2 separate regions of the Mus musculus genome follow, and region 2 is linked to region 1. A link is a contact called in public HiChIP or PLAC-seq data. All regions are on one chromosome and are shown on one strand. Each heading gives the region's core, a stretch centred on a gene start, on an enhancer-like site or on the middle of the called end of the contact. The rest is flanking DNA. Distances are from core to core; before and after follow the strand shown.

The links. HiChIP or PLAC-seq counts read pairs in DNA pulled down with a chosen protein or histone mark.
Region 2: an H3K27ac HiChIP or PLAC-seq map of acute myeloid leukemia shows a contact between it and region 1, with 6 times the contacts expected there. The contact joins two enhancer-like sites. A contact is called at or near these places in 5 of 115 datasets of contacts at active chromatin or transcription factors (acute myeloid leukemia, bone marrow-derived macrophages, embryonic stem cells and 1 more) and 1 of 9 other capture datasets (adipose tissue).

The regions. Positions count from the first base shown.
Region 1 is chr13:35,258,112-35,261,925 of GRCm38.p6, reverse strand. No RefSeq gene overlaps it. Among named protein-coding and RNA genes, the nearest start is that of Gm22674, 33 kb to the left of the region's middle. Within about 2 kb of position 1,560, at least 4 of the 459 cell types and tissues checked have an H3K27ac peak or open chromatin away from gene starts, as enhancers often do. A contact at or near this core is called in acute myeloid leukemia, where this site is marked.
Region 2 is chr13:35,754,237-35,758,512 of GRCm38.p6, reverse strand. All of the region lies in intron 3 of Cdyl (chromodomain protein, Y chromosome-like), which reads right to left. Among named protein-coding and RNA genes, the nearest start is that of Cdyl, 97 kb to the right of the region's middle. Within about 2 kb of position 2,457, at least 48 of the 459 cell types and tissues checked have an H3K27ac peak or open chromatin away from gene starts, as enhancers often do. A contact at or near this core is called in acute myeloid leukemia, where this site is marked.

The DNA.
Region 1 (3,814 bases), core at 311-2,810:
ACAGGAAGACCAACAGAGTCAACTAACCTGGACCCTGTGTGTGTGTGTGTGTGTGTGTGTGTGTGCGCGCGCGCGTGTGATGTCCAGAGAGGGTTCCCCCTCCTCAGAGGAGAATGGGATGAGGGATGGGGAAAGAAGCTGTGACAGGGGGGTCTGGAAGGAAATGGGAGGCTGATATTGGGATGTAAAGTGAATTGATCAATTAATTAATTAGTTAATTAATTAATTAATTATAGGAAGCAATTACAAAGGAAAGATTATGCAAATGTAATTGGAGGAGGGGCCAGTCTCCAAGTGGGTAGTCAAATATGACAATGTTGCCTGCGTGGTTTTTGCTTTAGAATTATGAAGAATACCCAAGTGGAGGACTGGAATTGTCTGCAGGTGTGCACAGCAGCTGAGGCCAGGTGTATGGTAGGGAACTCCCTACCCAGAGGCCCCGAGAGACTATTGCATGAAGCTGTGAAAGTGAAACCTGGATTGCACTGTAGATCTCAAGATGTTGGAGATGCCAGAGTCATGGAACAACTGCCCAGGAGAGCTGCAGACAGTAATTGGACCAGCCCAAGAGAGATCCCAAGTGTGTGGTAGGCAGCAAAGCTGGAAGGGAAGAACAACCTCTAACATCAGACATGGAGCAAAGGATTTAGAGTTTGACACTCTGCATTTTCATCTTGCCTTTTCCAGTATTTCTTCACTACATCCTCGCTCCCCCATTTTGATAATGTAGATTCTTTGCCACTGTATGTTAGAAATAATGTGATCTGCTTCTAATTTCTATTTTACCAGGGTTTGCAATTAACTCATTTCTTTAATCTCAGAAAATAACTTTGGAGACTGAAAGATTATAGTGACTCTTAAACTTGAACTAAACACATTTCATATTATGGTATGTTCCAGGGAGTGGAAGTTGTAGTTTGAATGAAAATGACCCCCATAGGCTCATATACTTGCCTCCTCCCCCAATTAGTGGAACTAGTTAAGAAGTATTAGGAGGTGTACCCTTGTTGGAGGAGGTTTGTTACTGAGGTCAGACTTTGGGGTTTCAAGATTTGTACCATTTAAATAGAATCCTCCACCCACCTCCCACCCCTAGAGCTATCTCTCATGATAGGAGCTCTCAGCTACTGCTCCAGCACCATGCCTGCCTGCCGTCCATGATTGCTAAAGACTCTAACACTCTGAAACTGTAAGCACCAAATTAAACATTTTCTGTTATAAGTTGCCTTGGTATGGTATTTTTACAGATCAATAAAAATGTAACTAAGATAGGGGCTTTAAATGGGAGAAAGTTGCTTCTTGAGGGAAAAAAAAAACAGATTTAAGAAGAGGAAGTATGATTCAATGAACAGTTAAACCCAAGTCTATCAGTATACATGTTCTGTGGCCTCTTTTTAAACAAATGTCTTTGTAGTTCATAATCGGTGTAACTTATGACGACACTGGGTAATTTATAAGGAGAATAAGGTAACTTTCTCAAAATTTCAACAGTGTGGTGTTGTGGAGGCATCTTTTGGTGAGGCAGAGCAGGAAGCTATGGGGAACTCAGCTTACAACCAAGTCTCTTCCGAGATGGCCACTAATCTAATAATTTATAAGTCTATGAATAGATTAGCCCATTCTGGAGGGTTCTGCTTTTTCAAAGGTCCTATTTCCAAATACCATTAACATATGAATGTGGAAATTATGCCGCAGTGCCAGATGTGCATGTCTCACACAAACAGGCAAGCCAGAAGACAGGGACCTAAAGCAGCTTTGGGGAGCTCCCATCTTGCTTCTGGCCGAGTCTTATTTCACTAAACTATTAGTGGAAAGAGGGTCTCTAATGCAGTGTGTTGAATTTCTGACTTAGTTGTCAGCAACTAGTAGAAATCCCTGTCTCCCACAGCCCTGTATAAAGCAAATTTTCTCTCTCACTCCATAATAGGTTCTGAAGACTGCTTAATGCAGAAGAGGAGCAGTATCAAAACAAGCCAGGTTCTTCCTATCTCACCATGGCAGTATTGGCTTCAACCACAGTCTAGTGGCAAGGTAGGCTGCAATAACTGAGCGGCTACAGGGCCAGGCATACATCGAAGACCTTTCCCAGAAGTCAGCAGTAGCATTTCTCAGGTGTCTGTCTGGAGTTTGTTCTTTGGGAAGCCATAGTCTAAGCAGCCCCTGGAGGAGACCACAGTCAGACAAGAGTTCTTAGAATCCTGGGGCTAGGGCATTTGGTAAAATGCAGAAGACAGATAACAAGATCAGGATTCCAATCAGAAGGAGAGTGTGGACAAAGTAGTTGTGGCAGATGATACCAGTGTCAACTACATTTACCTACCCAGAGCTGTCTTGCACGCACAAGTGACAGTGGACCCAAATGGTGTGTAGCAGCCAAGGTGAAACAGGCAAGCATGGGAGATAGTTTAACTTGGGATCTCCATTTGGTTTGGGGTTTTATGAACACACACACACACACATACCTTGTATTAATATGGTATTACACATCTTGTAATAACGTGCTATGCAACCTACCTTCTCCTTTACATACCATGCACACAAACCCTTCTCCAAACAGTGCACCTAGCAACCTCAGAACTCCTAGTCTCCCCATTGCCATTGTTGAACAATGCTATGAGTTTCTCCACCCATGGTAACAACCAAGTTTAAATAGTTTCTATTTGAGGGTATTCCAAACGTATCTAGGTCTGAATAACAGAAGGGTTGATCGGTTTTGATTTAGTTTGGGGTGCATGCACAGCAAGACAAAGCTATGTCCTTTAAGTAACATTTTAAGAAGAATCTCCTATTTACCATCTCATGCCTATGCATAACTGTGCATGAATATGATTAAAATCAGAGTCATTATGAGAAGGGATATGTACATTAGAGAAATAATTATATAATATAGTGAATCAAAAGGGAGAACCACGCAAACTACTTCCCTTAGTAACCAGACCCATCTTCCCTTAGATCTCATAAAACAGAATGCCAGGCTGTAGCTTGGGGATCTTAAGTACTCTCACTCATGAGGCCCACTGTCAGTCTTGATGGTATATTCTTGTGTAACTTGCACTATTGCAATGCACCAAATAGTCACCTTACTTCTGCAAATTTTTGAGTCTCTATTTTTAGCTCATTAAATAAAAGACTAAGAACCTAGAAATGCCTGGCCCAGCCTTCCACTACTGGTACCATAGTTGGTAAGCCAGGCAAAAGTCCAAGAGGTAAGAAAATAATATTCTCTTTGTCTCATGGCCATCAGGACATGAGAACACTCCAGTTCTCTTTTTCATTCTGATGAAAAATGGTTACTCAGTCTGATTGAATAGAACCATTAGACTGTAATCTGTCCACCCTCCCAAATGAGGCTGGTTGCCCTTGGACATTTTCCACTAATTCTCTTGCTGGGGACAGAAATGGCAGCAAGATGGAGGAAACCCAACCACCAAGATAAAGTTTCCCTTCTTCTCTTAATATTATTTCTGCTTTCTGGACCAAAACCCAACTCTTGCAACAGATCGGAATTTTTTTTCAAGTTTTTTTCCATATACACACATATATTTGTGTGTGTGTGTGTGAGTGTGTGTGTGTGTATATATAGATATACATATATATGTGTGTGTATATATGTATATATATGTGCGTGTGTATATATATGTATATATAAGATAGTTGATACACACACACACATATATGTATCACAGAAATAATTGTCCAAGTTTTACTTGAGTGATTCACAGCTCCATTAAGACTCATCCAATTTAAAAAGCTTCTCTCTCTCTCTCTCTCTCTCTCTCTCTCTCTCTCTCTCTTTCTCTCTCTCCTCATGGGG
Region 2 (4,276 bases), core at 1,208-3,707, 500 kb before region 1:
ACTGTGTTGTTCACCTGATGGTGCTCATAAAAACCAGTACAGAACCTTTCTTAGTGGTAGAGCATGAAGAGGGACGGGGCTAAAGGAACAGTTGTTGAGGAAAAAGAGAGAGGAGAGCCAGCATCAATCTTCTCTCCACTCACTCCCATCTCTCTCCATGACCAGACATAGACACCATAAGTGTTTCCTGCAAAGCTATGGGACACATGTCACTCTGAGTTCATTTTGCCACTGATATATAAAAACTTCTCAAATACCCAGCCCTTTGTAGTCCACGCTCAACAAAGTTCAAGACTCAAGAGGCTGCTACCTTCAGGGCCTGGAGATGCCAATCACTGGCTGCCTTCTCTCTAGAGCGCCCTGCTGATGTTAGAGTGCCAGGGGAACATGACGGCTTTGGGAACAACTCCAGGCTCCCAAGCTGATCATCAACTATTCTTAAGAGCAGCAGACTCTTGCACACACTGGTATATCAGCCCTCTAAAACTCATGAAGACTCTTTTCTTTTGAAACAGATCTCCCTATGTAGCCTAGGCTAACTAGATCCTATCTCCAGCTCCAGTATGCTCTGATTACAAACAGGGAGTTCTAGAAGGGCTCTTAAGGATAGCATGGTCTTTGGGCTCAATAACCAAATTTTCCTCTCGGTTTGGGAGGAATGCTCAAAGGGAAATGCTGGCCAGAAGCAAAAGGCTGGCTCTGAGCCAAGTGGGAACACGGATAACGTCTGTCTCCTGGAGCTTCCACCTTCCTAGGGGATGTTTAAAGCACACCCTCCCCAGCCAAAGATCTTCTAGATCCAATCAGTGGCTCTGAACCTTCCTAATAACCGTTCCTCATGCTGTGATGACTGCAACCACAAAATCATTCCATTGCTGCATCATAACTGTAAGGTTGCTACTGTTACGAATCATAACGTAAGTATCTGATATACAGGTTATCTGAACATACGACCCCCCAAGGAGTCCACTACATGAAGCCATCCCACTGGGCAATCCCTGGAATAATGCAGAAGCACCCAGAGACTGTGGGAACAGCAGCTCCAGCTACATGGACATGGAGAGACTGGCTCATGGCACATTACAGAAGGGGTTGTGGCCACTGGCCAGTCCAAAGGGCAAATCGGCTAGACCCTGGATCCCTGAAGAACATCGCTAATAATGGGCAAGGCAAGGACGGTTGCTGTCATGCACAGGTAAATGAGGGCCACACTCAGATGTGACCTCCCATGTCAGAGCGGAGGACTGCAGTCCCAACCCCCCAGAAAACGGATGCGTATTTCCATCCTATCTTTACTCTCCACCCATTACCTAGAGCAAGAGCTGGGGAACGCAGGGGGGCGGTCCAATCTTTGGTCTTATCAGAGGGTACACACAGGGTTACTGTGCTTCACCCCAGTAGTGGGGAGAGTCCTGACCCACTACTGAAGCAGCCTCTCAGGTCACCCACAACCCTCCACTGCGGCAGAGTAAGCCACAGAAGCCCCAAGGCGAGCTCCCAAGGCTTCACCCTCCCCTTTAGTGAAATTGTGACTCTGAAAAATGTTAGAACAGCTGCTCCCTACCACCACGCTGACCACCACGCTGACCCAGTGCTCCTTTCCCCCCTGGGGCCTGCCTTCTCACAACAGGGGAGGGAGTACTTACTGGGTGTCCCTACAGCTACCGAGCTCTAACGGTTAACATCTGATTCCCTCCTACCAACATGAGAACATCTATCTCAACAAGGTCTCATTTTCGGGACCAGCAAAATGGTCCAGTAGGTAAAGGTGCTTGCCACATAAGCCTGGCAGACCTGGGCTTGAACCCTAGAATCAACGTCAAAGTGGAAGCGAAGAAATCCACATCAATGCTATCCCTAAAGGAGAGAACAGACTCCACCAAGTTATCTTCTGACCTCTGTACATCATGACACGTGCAACTAAGTGCACACGTGACGCACCCGTACAATTTAAAACAATTTTTTAATTGCAGCCCAGGTGGTGATGGCGTACATCTTTAATCCCGGCACTTGTGAGGCACAGGCAGACAGATCTGAGTTTGAAGCTAGCCTGATCTACAGAGTAAGTTCCAAGACAGCCAGGGCTACACAGAGAGTAAACAAAGTTTCAAAAAAAACCAACCAAACAAACAAAAAAACAACCAACCAAACAAAAAAGAAATGTATTCTGTGACATTTTAAGTTTTATTCTGCATAACCACTATAAATCTGAAGCTACTCAGGAAGGAATTGACAGATATGTATTCATCCATTTAACCAAACCACACTCAGAAGGCATGTAGGAGTAGAACCTTAGTGACATGCTAATCTGAAGATCTTTCTGAGGTAGATAGGGGAGTGGTAAAAAAGAACAAGAGAGCAGAACTAACTCCACACCACAGTGACAGCATGATGCAACCCCACAGAAGCCTGCGTGTGCCCATCAGCCCCCATAAAATGTATCCTGACTGTATATACTACCCACCATTAGTCACCTGATAGCCATCTGGGCTGTAAAACTATCAGTTACCACAGGGCTCACAGTTAAGGAACTCGTATTTTACATAATGGCCCCAGAGATTAGGAATTAAGACGTGTCAAACAGAGATATAAAATACTCCTTCAAGTGAAACTGTACCACTACAAACAGGCACTCTGACAGGGTGCATATGCCAACAAGGGAGCACACAGCCATAAAACTCGCTAGAGAATATTGCCTACTCTCTTACCATGCCTAATTTATAAATTAAGACAACACAGGTATGGATGTGTGGATCACGGCTTTCCATTCCTGTGGCGCAATGCCTGAGAGAATCGCTTACAGAATTAAGATTTACTTTCGGCCCACAGCTGATTTGCTTCAGGCTGTGGCAGGGAGCACGCGCTGAAAGACAATTGTTCACCTACCAGCTAGGAGGCAAGAGAACACAGGTTCTCACTATCCCTGTGAAGAACATGCCCCACAGTGACCTAAGGACCTCCCATTAGGCCCCACTTCTTAAAAGCTTTTGACAACTCCTAATAGGTACTTGAGCCTTCTTCGGGCCAAGTAGAGCCAAACAGCATGAACAGGAAGAAGCACAACAGAGAGAGGGATGAAAACTGTCCATTTTGGGTATCCAACTACAGATGCTACGGCATTCTCTGTTACAGTCTGAGAGGAAAAGCACAAATCATCTGCTAGTGAACTACACCCCCACACACTTTTGTGAGCGCGCGCACACACATACACACACACACACACACATACACACACACACACACACACACACACACACACACTCATGTGATCACCTCTTCTTTAGGCTCAAAGCATTATCTGGATATCTTCGAATCAGGGGGGAGTATATACCAGTCAGAAGACAACGGCAGTCAGTTTGAGCTCAGCTGCTTACACTGTACTTCATAGAAAAAGGAAACTCTTAGAACACACAGATAAAAACATAGGTAAATAAAGTGGGAGTTAGGCCCCTGTGTTCTGGTCCAGAGCTCTGCAAGACAGTAAGTGCAGAGCCAAAGTTGAGAGTTAGAGCAGAAGGCCTGGTGGGGAATCAAGTCAAGTCAGAGACAGGACCCAGGAACAAGAAAACTCAGACAAGGGAGCCTGTCAGTACCCAAGGCAGATGACCACGGTGGACATAAACAGGATTGCATCTAGAGCCTGTGGTGAGACGGTGAAACCTGAAGTAGAACTAGCTGCTCACTTCATGGTGGTTAGAAAGCAGAGGGGGGTGGGGGTGGGGGTGGCCAGAATCCTAATAGTTCCTTCCAAGACAGCCCCCAGGGATCAAGTTTTCCTCCAACCACACCCACGCCACCCCATTCTAAAGGGCCCAGCACTTTCCAATAAGGCCACAGGTTCGTGATCTATCAAGCCTTTAAGAAGCAGGCCTCTGGAGGACAGTTCTGAGGCAAACTACAGCACTCTGGAAGACACAGCTTCCTGACAGCTTTGTTCCCGGGTAAGGCAGCGAGCCCTCAGAAGCAAGCACTGACTGTGCTACAAGCACTGACTGTGCTACAAGCATTCTGTGCTAGCTGCTGCCACTGACCATGGCTCTCTAAGCAGGGGCTGAGTTGGGGCACACAGCACCCCTGAGCAACCAGCAGGAAGCTAGGCCGCCTGAACGCTCTAAAGCACTGGAGACAATCACTGACAAAAGATGCTCTGGCCATTTCAAACCTCGCTCACACATCACCAAATCAGCTCATACTTCTTCCAGTTAAGGATTGTCCTAGAAGACAATGCACAGGATCCTGCTTCTTATAACAAGCTTGGGAACACACATACAAGCAG